Regions from separate parts of the Aedes albopictus genome. Here region 2 is linked to region 1. The links are chromatin contacts, called in public Hi-C maps. All regions are on one chromosome and are shown on one strand. The core of a region is the stretch at or near the end of the contact, and the rest is flanking DNA. Distances in the headings are between cores, read along the strand shown. Region 1 holds the start of LOC109418973. Region 2 holds the start of LOC115269193.

Evidence for each region. A called contact is a pair of places that touch in the nucleus more often than the background predicts.
Region 2: a Hi-C map of whole body shows a contact between it and region 1, with 9 times the contacts expected there. The contact joins the promoter of LOC115269193 here to the promoter of LOC109418973 in region 1. A contact is called at or near these places in 3 of 3 Hi-C or Micro-C datasets (embryo, whole body and whole pupa).

Annotation. Positions count from the first base shown.
Region 1 is chr2:456,834,711-456,839,014 of AalbF5, reverse strand. LOC109418973 reads left to right here and starts at 2,547. Exons shown (of 8, transcript XM_029877711.2): 1 at 2,547-3,227; 2 at 3,291-3,552; 3 at 3,605-3,960; 4 at 4,021-4,304. The coding sequence starts at 2,681. All of the region lies in intron 2 of LOC109397934 (transmembrane emp24 domain-containing protein 5), which reads left to right.
Region 2 is chr2:457,056,048-457,060,640 of AalbF5, reverse strand. LOC115269193 reads left to right here and starts at 3,127. Exons shown (of 3, transcript XM_029877612.2): 1 at 3,127-3,597; 2 at 3,656-3,876; 3 at 3,931-4,122. The coding sequence starts at 3,427. The coding sequence ends at 4,108. All of the region lies in intron 2 of LOC109397934 (transmembrane emp24 domain-containing protein 5), which reads left to right. LOC109418972 reads right to left here and starts at 3,112. Exons shown (of 3, transcript XM_029877712.2): 1 at 1,968-3,112. The coding sequence starts at 2,828.

The DNA.
Region 1 (4,304 bases), core at 1,298-3,797:
AGAGGAACTCCTGGTGGAATCCCAAGGAGAATTCCTGAAGCAATCCTAGGAGGAATTCCAGGAGGAATTCTTGGAGGAATCCCTAGAGGAATTCCTGGTTGAAATCCTGGAGAAATTTCTGGAGGAATCCCTGGGGGAATCTCTAGAGGAATCCCTGAAAACATTTCTAGAGGAATTCCTGGAGGAATGCCTGGCTGATTTCCTGAAGGAATCCCTGCAAAATTTTCTGGAAGAATTCCTGAACAAATTCCTGGTGGAATTCTTGTATTAGTCCCTGGAGGAGTGCCTGGAGGAATTCCAGAAAGAATTCCTGGAGGAATCCGTTAAGGAATCTTTAGAGAAATCCCTGGTTGAACTCCTGGAGAAAATCTTTGTATCCCTTAAGAACCCAATTCCAGATCGAATGCATGAAAGAATTTCTGGATAACCTCTGGAGGAATATCTAGAGGAATCCCTGAAAGAGAAATTCCTGGAGGAATCCCAAGAGGATTTCCTGAAGGAATTTTTGGAGGAAATCCTGGTTGAAATCCTGGAGGAAGCCCTAGCTGAATTCCCGGAGGAATCCCTGTAAAAAATCCTGAAAGAATTTCCTGACAAATTCCTGGAGGAATTCTTGGAGGAGTCCCTGAAAGTGTTCCTGGATGAAATCCTAGAGAAATTTCTGGAGGAATCCCTGGAAGAACTCCTGAAGAAATACCTTGCGGAAAAGTTGGCAGAATTTCTGGAACAATGCTTAGATATATTCCCGGAGGAAACCCTGGATAAATATCTACAGGAATTATGGACGGAATCCTTGGAAAAAGAACAAGAGGAATTTTGAAGGAATTCCTGGTAAAATCCTTGGAGGAATTCCTTGAAAAATCACTGGATGCCTGGAAGAATCGCTAGATAAATTTCTAGAGAAATTCCCGGTGGAATCCCAGGGAGAATTCCTGAAAAAATCCTAGGAGGAATTCTAGAAGGAATTCGTGGAGAAATCCGCAGAGGAATTCCTAGGAATTTCTGGAGGAATTCCTGGGGGAATCTCTAGAGGAATCCCTGAAAGAATTTCTGGAGGAATTCTTGTAGAAGTCCCTGGAGGAATGCCTGGATGAATTCCAGAAAGAATCCTTGGAGGAGTTCTTGGATGAATCCGTTAAGGAATCCTTAGAGAAATCCCTGGGTAGAACTCCTGGAGAAAATCTTTGAGGAATACTTGGCAGAATTCCTGCCGGAATGCCTGGATAAATTCCCGAAGGAATCTCTACAGGAATGCTTGAAGGAATTCTTAGAGTAATTCCTTGAAAAATCACTGGATGCCTGGAGGAATCGCTAGAGGAGATCCTGGATGAATTTCTGGAGGAATTTCTGCAAGAATTCCAGAAGCAATCTCTGAAGGAATTCCCGGTGGAAACCCAGGAAGAATTTCAGAAACACTGACTGTACAAATTCCTGAAGAAATTCTTGGAGGAATCCCTTAATGAATTTCTGGAGAAAGCAGAATTACTGGAAGAATGCCTGGATAAATTCCCGGAGGAATCCTTGGAGGAATCTCTACAGGAATTCTGGAAGGAATTCTTGGAAGAATCTCTACAGCAATTCTGGAAGGAATTCTTGGTGGAATCCTTGAAGGAATTCCTTGGAAAATCACTGGATGTCTGGAGGAATCGCTAGTGGAATTTCTAGATGAATTTCTAGAGGAATTCCTGGTGGAATCCCAGGGAGAGTTCCTGAAGAAATCCTAGGAGAAAGTACTAAAGAAATCACAGATGGAATTCTTGGAAAAAAATCCGGAAGTAATTCCAAGAAGAGTTCATGGAGGAACTCCTGGAAGAATCCCCGTAGCAGTTCTTGAAGAAATCCCTGTAGGAACTCCTGAAGAAACCTCAGAACGAATCTCGGAAGCAATCTTATGAGAATTTTTTCAGGAAATTCCTGAAGATATTTGTAAACGAATTCCTGTAATTTTTTCGGCACAGTCATGGTTAGCAAGGAGCTGGATGGCAAAAGACACTCAGCGGCGGAAGAAGCTTGGAGCCAGGAGAAGCCATGTCTTCTTGAAAAAGTTGTCTTTGCTACTTTCCTAGTTCAACAGAATGGGATCACTATAACAATATAAGCTCATAAAGTAATCATGGTACAGCTCGCGCAAAACGCTGTTGACTGCAAGTTGGTCTTTTGCTCTCGATAAGTAATTGATGAGATGTTAATTGAGGTGACGTGGACTGCAACCGATCACATTCGCCGATCACATATTCTATGGGAAACAGTCTTCCAGGAATAACTTCCTAGGGATAGTCAGACAGCAGCTCTGAAAAACTCCAAGAGAACGATCATTTTAGTCTAACTAATGTTTTTGCTTTACGTCCATTCGGTCCAACATCGTTTTGTGATAGAATGATTTACATCAACAAATCCCACTCTGTGAGCTCACCCTATATCAAGATCTCTGATCGCTACAGATCACTTTCACACGTGCTTTGCTGGAGCATCTTCTTATCGTTGGCATCGGTCAAATGTGAAAACAAACGATTAAACCTAATGGTCGTGGCGGCGGTGGCGGCTTCTTGCTACCGCCACACCGATAACCTTCGCCGATGCCCCTTTTTTCGTACGGGAGTTCAAGCGATTTATAAACGAAAGGCGATCGCGCAGCGATCTCAGTCCGGAAAGGCTCGCGTAGTTCGGTAGATTGGAAGTTATGTTCCTGTTGGTGATCGTCACGTTGATCGCGTTGTTGGCGCTGTACGAGTGGTATTTGCGGCAACGTGATGGATACCGTGCTGCTCGGGAGTACCCCGGTGGAACGATGTTTCCGGTGTTGGGGAATCTACTGGAAGTGTTGATCAAGGATACGGTGCAGACGTTTAACTATGCGCGAACGAATGCCCTGAAGTATGGGCGATCGTATCGGCAGTGGATATTCGGAAGCGTGATACTGAATGTGATTAGAGTTCGCGAAGCGGAGCCAATTCTGTCCAGCACGAAGCACACCCGGAAGAGCATACTGTATCGGTTCTTGGAGCCGTTGATGGGCGATGGGCTGCTGTGTAGCAAGGGTAGCAAGTGGCAGGCGCGACGGAGGATATTGACCCCGGCATTCCATTTCAGCATCCTGAACGACTTTCTGCAGGTGTTCCAGGAGGAGGCGGAAAAGTTGATGACGTTGCTGAATGGTCCTGCCGATTCAGGAGAAGAGGTCGTGCTGCAGTCGATCGTTACCAGGTTCACGCTGAACACTATCTGTGGTAAGGTTGAGCTTGGTTGTTGTAAGAAAACAGAAAACTAATTTTAAAGTGAACTCGATCAAGAAACGGCGATGGGTGTTAAGCTGGATTCGTACAATGGAGCAGATACGTATCGATCGCAGGTGTATGACGTGGGTGAAAGGATCGTTCACAGAACGATGACTCCGTGGTTGTACGATGATGGGGTCTACAACCTACTGGGGTATCAGAAGCCTTTGGAAGATGCAATAGAACCAATTCATGACTTCACCCGAAGCATAATCCGACAGAAGCGTGAGCAGTTGATACAAGATTCGACGATCTCCAACGTGCCTGTAGATGGAATGTATGCTCAGATCGTATTTTTATAGCGATGATCTGAACTACATATTTTCTAGATACGGATCGAAGCAACGGTACGCCATGTTGAACACTCTGTTGATGGCCGAAGCAAGCGGTGGTATAGATGAAGAAGGCATACGCGAAGAAGTGGACACCTTTATGTTCGAAGGACATGACACAACGGCAGCCGGATTGATCTTCTCGATTCTGTTGCTGGCGACAGAGCAGGAAGCTCAACAACGTGTTTACAATGAACTTTTGGAAGCTCGTAGTACCAAATCAGAGGCTGATGCTTTCACCATAGCAGATTACAACAACCTGAAGTACTTGGATCGATTCGTAAAGGAAGTACTTCGGTTGTATCCTCCAGTATCGTTCATCTCGCGGTATCTGTCTGGACCATTGGAAGTTGGTAGGTTCAATCATTGGTCTTCCACCGCTGCACGTTACGTTAACTCTATTTTTTCGGTAGATTCAACGACCTTTCCGCACGGTACCATCGCACACATACACATCTACGATCTGCATCGTGATCCGGATCAGTTTCCCGACCCGGAGCGGTTTGATCCCGACAGGTTCCTGCCGGAAGTCTCCGCCAAGAGGAATCCATACGCATACGTACCGTTCAGCGCAGGTCCTAGGAACTGTATCGGACAGAAATACGCTCTGCTAGAGATGAAAACCGTACTCTGCGCTCTGCTGATCAACTATCACATTCTGCCGGTGACTACGCGGCAAGAGGTGATCTTCATGGCA
Region 2 (4,593 bases), core at 1,878-4,377, 220 kb before region 1:
GTTTTTGGAGGAACTGCTACAACTCCTGGAAAAAATCCGTGACAAATTCCTGGGGATACTCTGAAAAGAATTGCTAAAGGAAATCCGGAGATAATTTTGCGGAGGAACTACTGGTATTTCTCGGAAGAATTATCCAAGGAATTCCTTTAAAATTTGTCGGAGAAACTGGAACTAGAACTTCTAGACGAATTCTGGAAACGACTGCAAGTAAAATTTTCCCGGAGGAACTCCTAGAACAGATAGTATTAGGGAGAAACTTTTGAAATAATTCCTAGTGAAACTTCTGGAAGAATTCTTGACGGAACTTCCAAAAGAGCGCTTCCTAGAGGAAGTTTCAGAAATTCTTGATAGGACTGCAGGGAGAAATTTTCAACAAAGCTCTTGCAGTTCCAAATCTTGAGGGATTTCCGATGACAATCCTGGAAAATTTTCCAGTGTTTTTTTTAGGAATTACCGGTAAAACTTTTAGAGAAATTCCCACCGAAACTCCAACAAAAATTTGCAGATTTTTTTGTTGAAACTCCTGAAAAAGTAATTCCTAGGGTAATTTTCTGTAAAACTCCTGGAAAAAAACAGAATTCTTGGTGGATCTACTAGGGTAAGAAATCAAACTTTGAACTAGTCAAATTGTAATCTTAATTTGAACCATTTCGAAATTCATTAAAACGACGTACTTTTTAGGCAAATATTGTCCCGAAAAAGGTGTTAAACAGCTTTCCGTAATATAACCTGATAACATGGACTTTAAAAGCATTGAAAAAAGCGTTTTTGTCATGGAAAACAGGCAATTGAAAAATCATTGTGATTTCACCCATTTCCCCCCAGAGAAAGCACATTTTCGGTGCACTCGTACAGCTCATGCATTGTATCACACGCAATATGTGAACACGTCAAATGAAAGCTTATTTATCGTAGAATCGACCAACCGAATAATATTTCGCATTGTTTGTCATAAAATTATCAAATTTAAGTAATTCTTACTTGGAGAATGTTATCTTAAGTTGAACCATTTGTAATCTGAATTTGAACTAGTAAACGGGGTCGAGCTTCCAGTGTTGGCCTGCAGACTGCGCTAGTGGTTGTTTTGTTTACTCTTGAGGGATGAAAAATTTCAAATTTAGTTTCCAAGTTCCTGAAGAGTTTAGAACATTCTTAGTTGAAATTCCACTGCCTAATGAAAAATAGTTATGGGAATTAGCTGATCCATGTGTTTTTCTATTGTTCAGCACGAAATTGGCTGTTGTGGGAGACGCTCGAGCTGCTGCCGCCAGTAGTTCAAATTAAGATTAAAATTGGTTCAAAGTATGATTACGATGGTTCAAATTAAGATTAAAATCATTGTTGACGAATAATCGAATTTTTCAATTAAATTCGGTGCAAATACAAACTTTTTACCACTTAACAGAAAGCTCATACCCGTAGCTTTCATGTACATACGCTTTTGCCGTAGTAAATTATTTCCATGTGGGAGAAAAAAACATTCAAAAATTGCGCTACTTTGGAAAGCTGCAATTTGGTTCAACTTTTGATTACCTACCCTAGAGAAATTTCTGGTGTAACTCCTAGAGGAATTCCCGGTGACACTCCTTGGGAAATGTTCGGTGGAATTTCTAGAAGTATTGCCAGTTGTAGTACTCCTGATGGAATTCTCGGAAGAGATACTAGTCGGATTCCCGATGGAATTCCTTGAAAAATTCCCAATGATATTTTTTGTGGAAATGAGCGAATTGGAAGAGAGTTTCCTGTCAACAGCAGTTAGCTACCAATTATTAGCATAATGTATAACCTGATATATATCTTCAAAGGTATTAGAAGTCTATGGTATTAGCAACTACATACAAACACTTTTTATGGCTGGAATTCATAGTTGCTAAATCATTCAGGGGCGATTTCTCCACCCTGGCTTGAGCGTTAAACCAGGTTTAACTATATGGGTAAACCTGGCTTACCGGCCCTTAAAAACTTACCTCATTGGTGTAATCCCAAAGCACTTTCGGGACATAGATGGAGTCATGCTTCCGCAGATCTTCAGCACAGCGTTCCGAATTGCGTCCTTCGTGGATAAAGTCCAGCTCCTCACGGAGCGTGCCCCTCAGGTCCCGAATGATCCATCCGAAATTGTAGCTCTTGTGGATCAGTGCCATCAAGTCTTGCAGAAACAGAATCGTCCTCAGATCGGCATTGAACCGTTTCTTCAAATCCGCATACTGAACCTTTATGGCCACCTGTTGGCCTTCTTTGGTGGTTCCCCGGAACACCTGTGCCAAACTGGCGGCAGCAATTGGTGTGTAGTCAAAGGTTTCGAACACCTCCTCCGGTGGCTTCCCGAAGTCTTGTTCAAAAAGTTTTCTCACTTCTCCGGGTTTCCGAGGCAGGCACTTATCCTCTAGCTTCTTCAGGGTCGATATATACTCCTTGGGGATGATGTGATTCATGGCGGCCACACCCTGGCCTATCTTGATGTACAATCCTCCATTGGTTAGACAACCATTCAGAATCCTGTCCGCCGCCCGTTGATGTACCTGGGATATGATCCTCTCGTAGTTCGGACCGTTCTCGTCCAACCCCCACAGGCTCCAGGTGTAATCCACCGAAATACTGATCCCAATCGCTAGCGATCGAACAAATCTCTGCACCCCGGCCACCGTCTCGAACTCGTTCACCGCCCCGTCGTATCCTATGGCACCCATCAGCATACTTCCGGTCGTTCCCAGCAGCACCTTTCCCGCCGTCCATTTTCGCGGCGTCGCCTTTGAAGCAACACCTCTAAACAGACCCACCGAAAAAGCAGGCCGACGTTTTCCAAGCACCAGACGAACAGCAAGCATCGTCACGATTCCCACACACTTCCGCACCAGACCGGAAAAAAAAACTCACAAAATAATCCGAAATTCTTCGTCAAAAGCACTCCACCGAACCGCCGACGTCATCCCGTCAGCAGGCAGAAGAAAGTACCTGCGGCTGCGATAAATAAAACAAAATTCCACGTTCGCGAAAAGTGCCGGTACGGTACCGCTGATTTTGACAGCTCTAGGTAAATTTTGTTGGTAAACAATCAGCTGATTCGCGAAAAAAGAAGTTCGAGGTCAAATCACACGAACACCATCCAGATCGAGGCCGAAGTCATTCGCCTTGACGGAGGCTCTCTGAGAGAATTGCGCTGTGCGTGAAATCATTTTTTTTTAACATGGGAAAGGATAGGAGCTGCATTTTCAAATGCTTCTAAAATATTTTAGGGACTTCAGATTGAAAAAAGTTTTAATGTTTTGCAATATACTTTCAATTAGCTACATTATAACTGGTTTTAGACAAAAGTTTTTAAATCACAATGTTATGTCTATAATATAGCGTATCATAATCTCATTCGATAACATTAAGAACGTTTTGCTTGAAAAAATTTCTTTAAAGAATTAGAAGCATTTGAAAATGCAGCTCCTATCCTTTCCCATGTTAAAAAAAAATTGTTTTCACGCAAGCGCTATTCTCTCAGAGAGCCTCCGTCAAGGCGAATTCGAGCAGATCAAGCTTCGCTCGTTCGGGAGTTCATCAGTAGGGATGCCCATTTGGAGAAGCAATCGAAAGAATTTTTACGTTATTGTAAGAATTATTATTTTGAAATAATTAAGAATTTCTAAAAATTCTTACCGATCCACAGTGGCATCATGGAAAATGGCACCAGAAAGTTCTCTTCGTGGCCAAGCCCTTCCTGCAAGACGTTCTCTTCATTTGGTTGGATGCGTGGAGTGCAAAACCGCTTCCGGCGTTGGTCAAGTTCGGCTTGAGTGTTGTGGTGATTGCGGTTATGCTGCTTCCTGTTGTGTACGCGTTGTGTGGCACTCTGCTTTACCTTGGATTTTGGCAGCAACAAATCGATAGGTTAGCTTCTCATGATTAACTATTGTGCTGTTCCATAGATTAATTCATTTTCAGTTTATATCCCTCTGTATTTCCCATGAAAATGCAGTCATTCTACTGGATCCAGCAGATATTGAAACAAACGGTATACTCGGATGCACAAGTGGATTACTTTCAGCGACGAATTCACGGATTTCTGTTGATCACTGCTGGGATGATGGATTATATGAGATTGCTATTGGAAATGGTATAGTAAATAAATTATGCATGACCTAGTGCATGACTCAAGGGGTTGGTCACTCGGCACATTGTGCCCTGCACACATGCCGGCACTTCTCGGCACACATGCCGGCACAATTCGGCACACTTCTGGCCTAGGGGAAAGACACTGTGCAAACGAGAGTAACTTTTAGAAATTCTAAGTAACTCCTTTCACCAATAATCGACGAAATACTCCTAAAATTGCTAGAAAAGTGAGATATCGGGCAATATTGTTTTGATTTTGCGATAAATCAGGCAACATCCTAGTAAAAACGGGAGCAATCCGGAGAAATTCTGAGCAACTCTGTGAAGGGAAATGTACTCTCCAGCACTGCGTCTTGCTCCAAGCTTCTGGCACACATGGGCACAACAACTTTGTGATATAGAATTAATCTGCCAAAATACACAGAAAAAATGTGTAATATTACATCTGAACTGCTGCAACCCGATCAATACGTCGGTTGCATGAATATTACA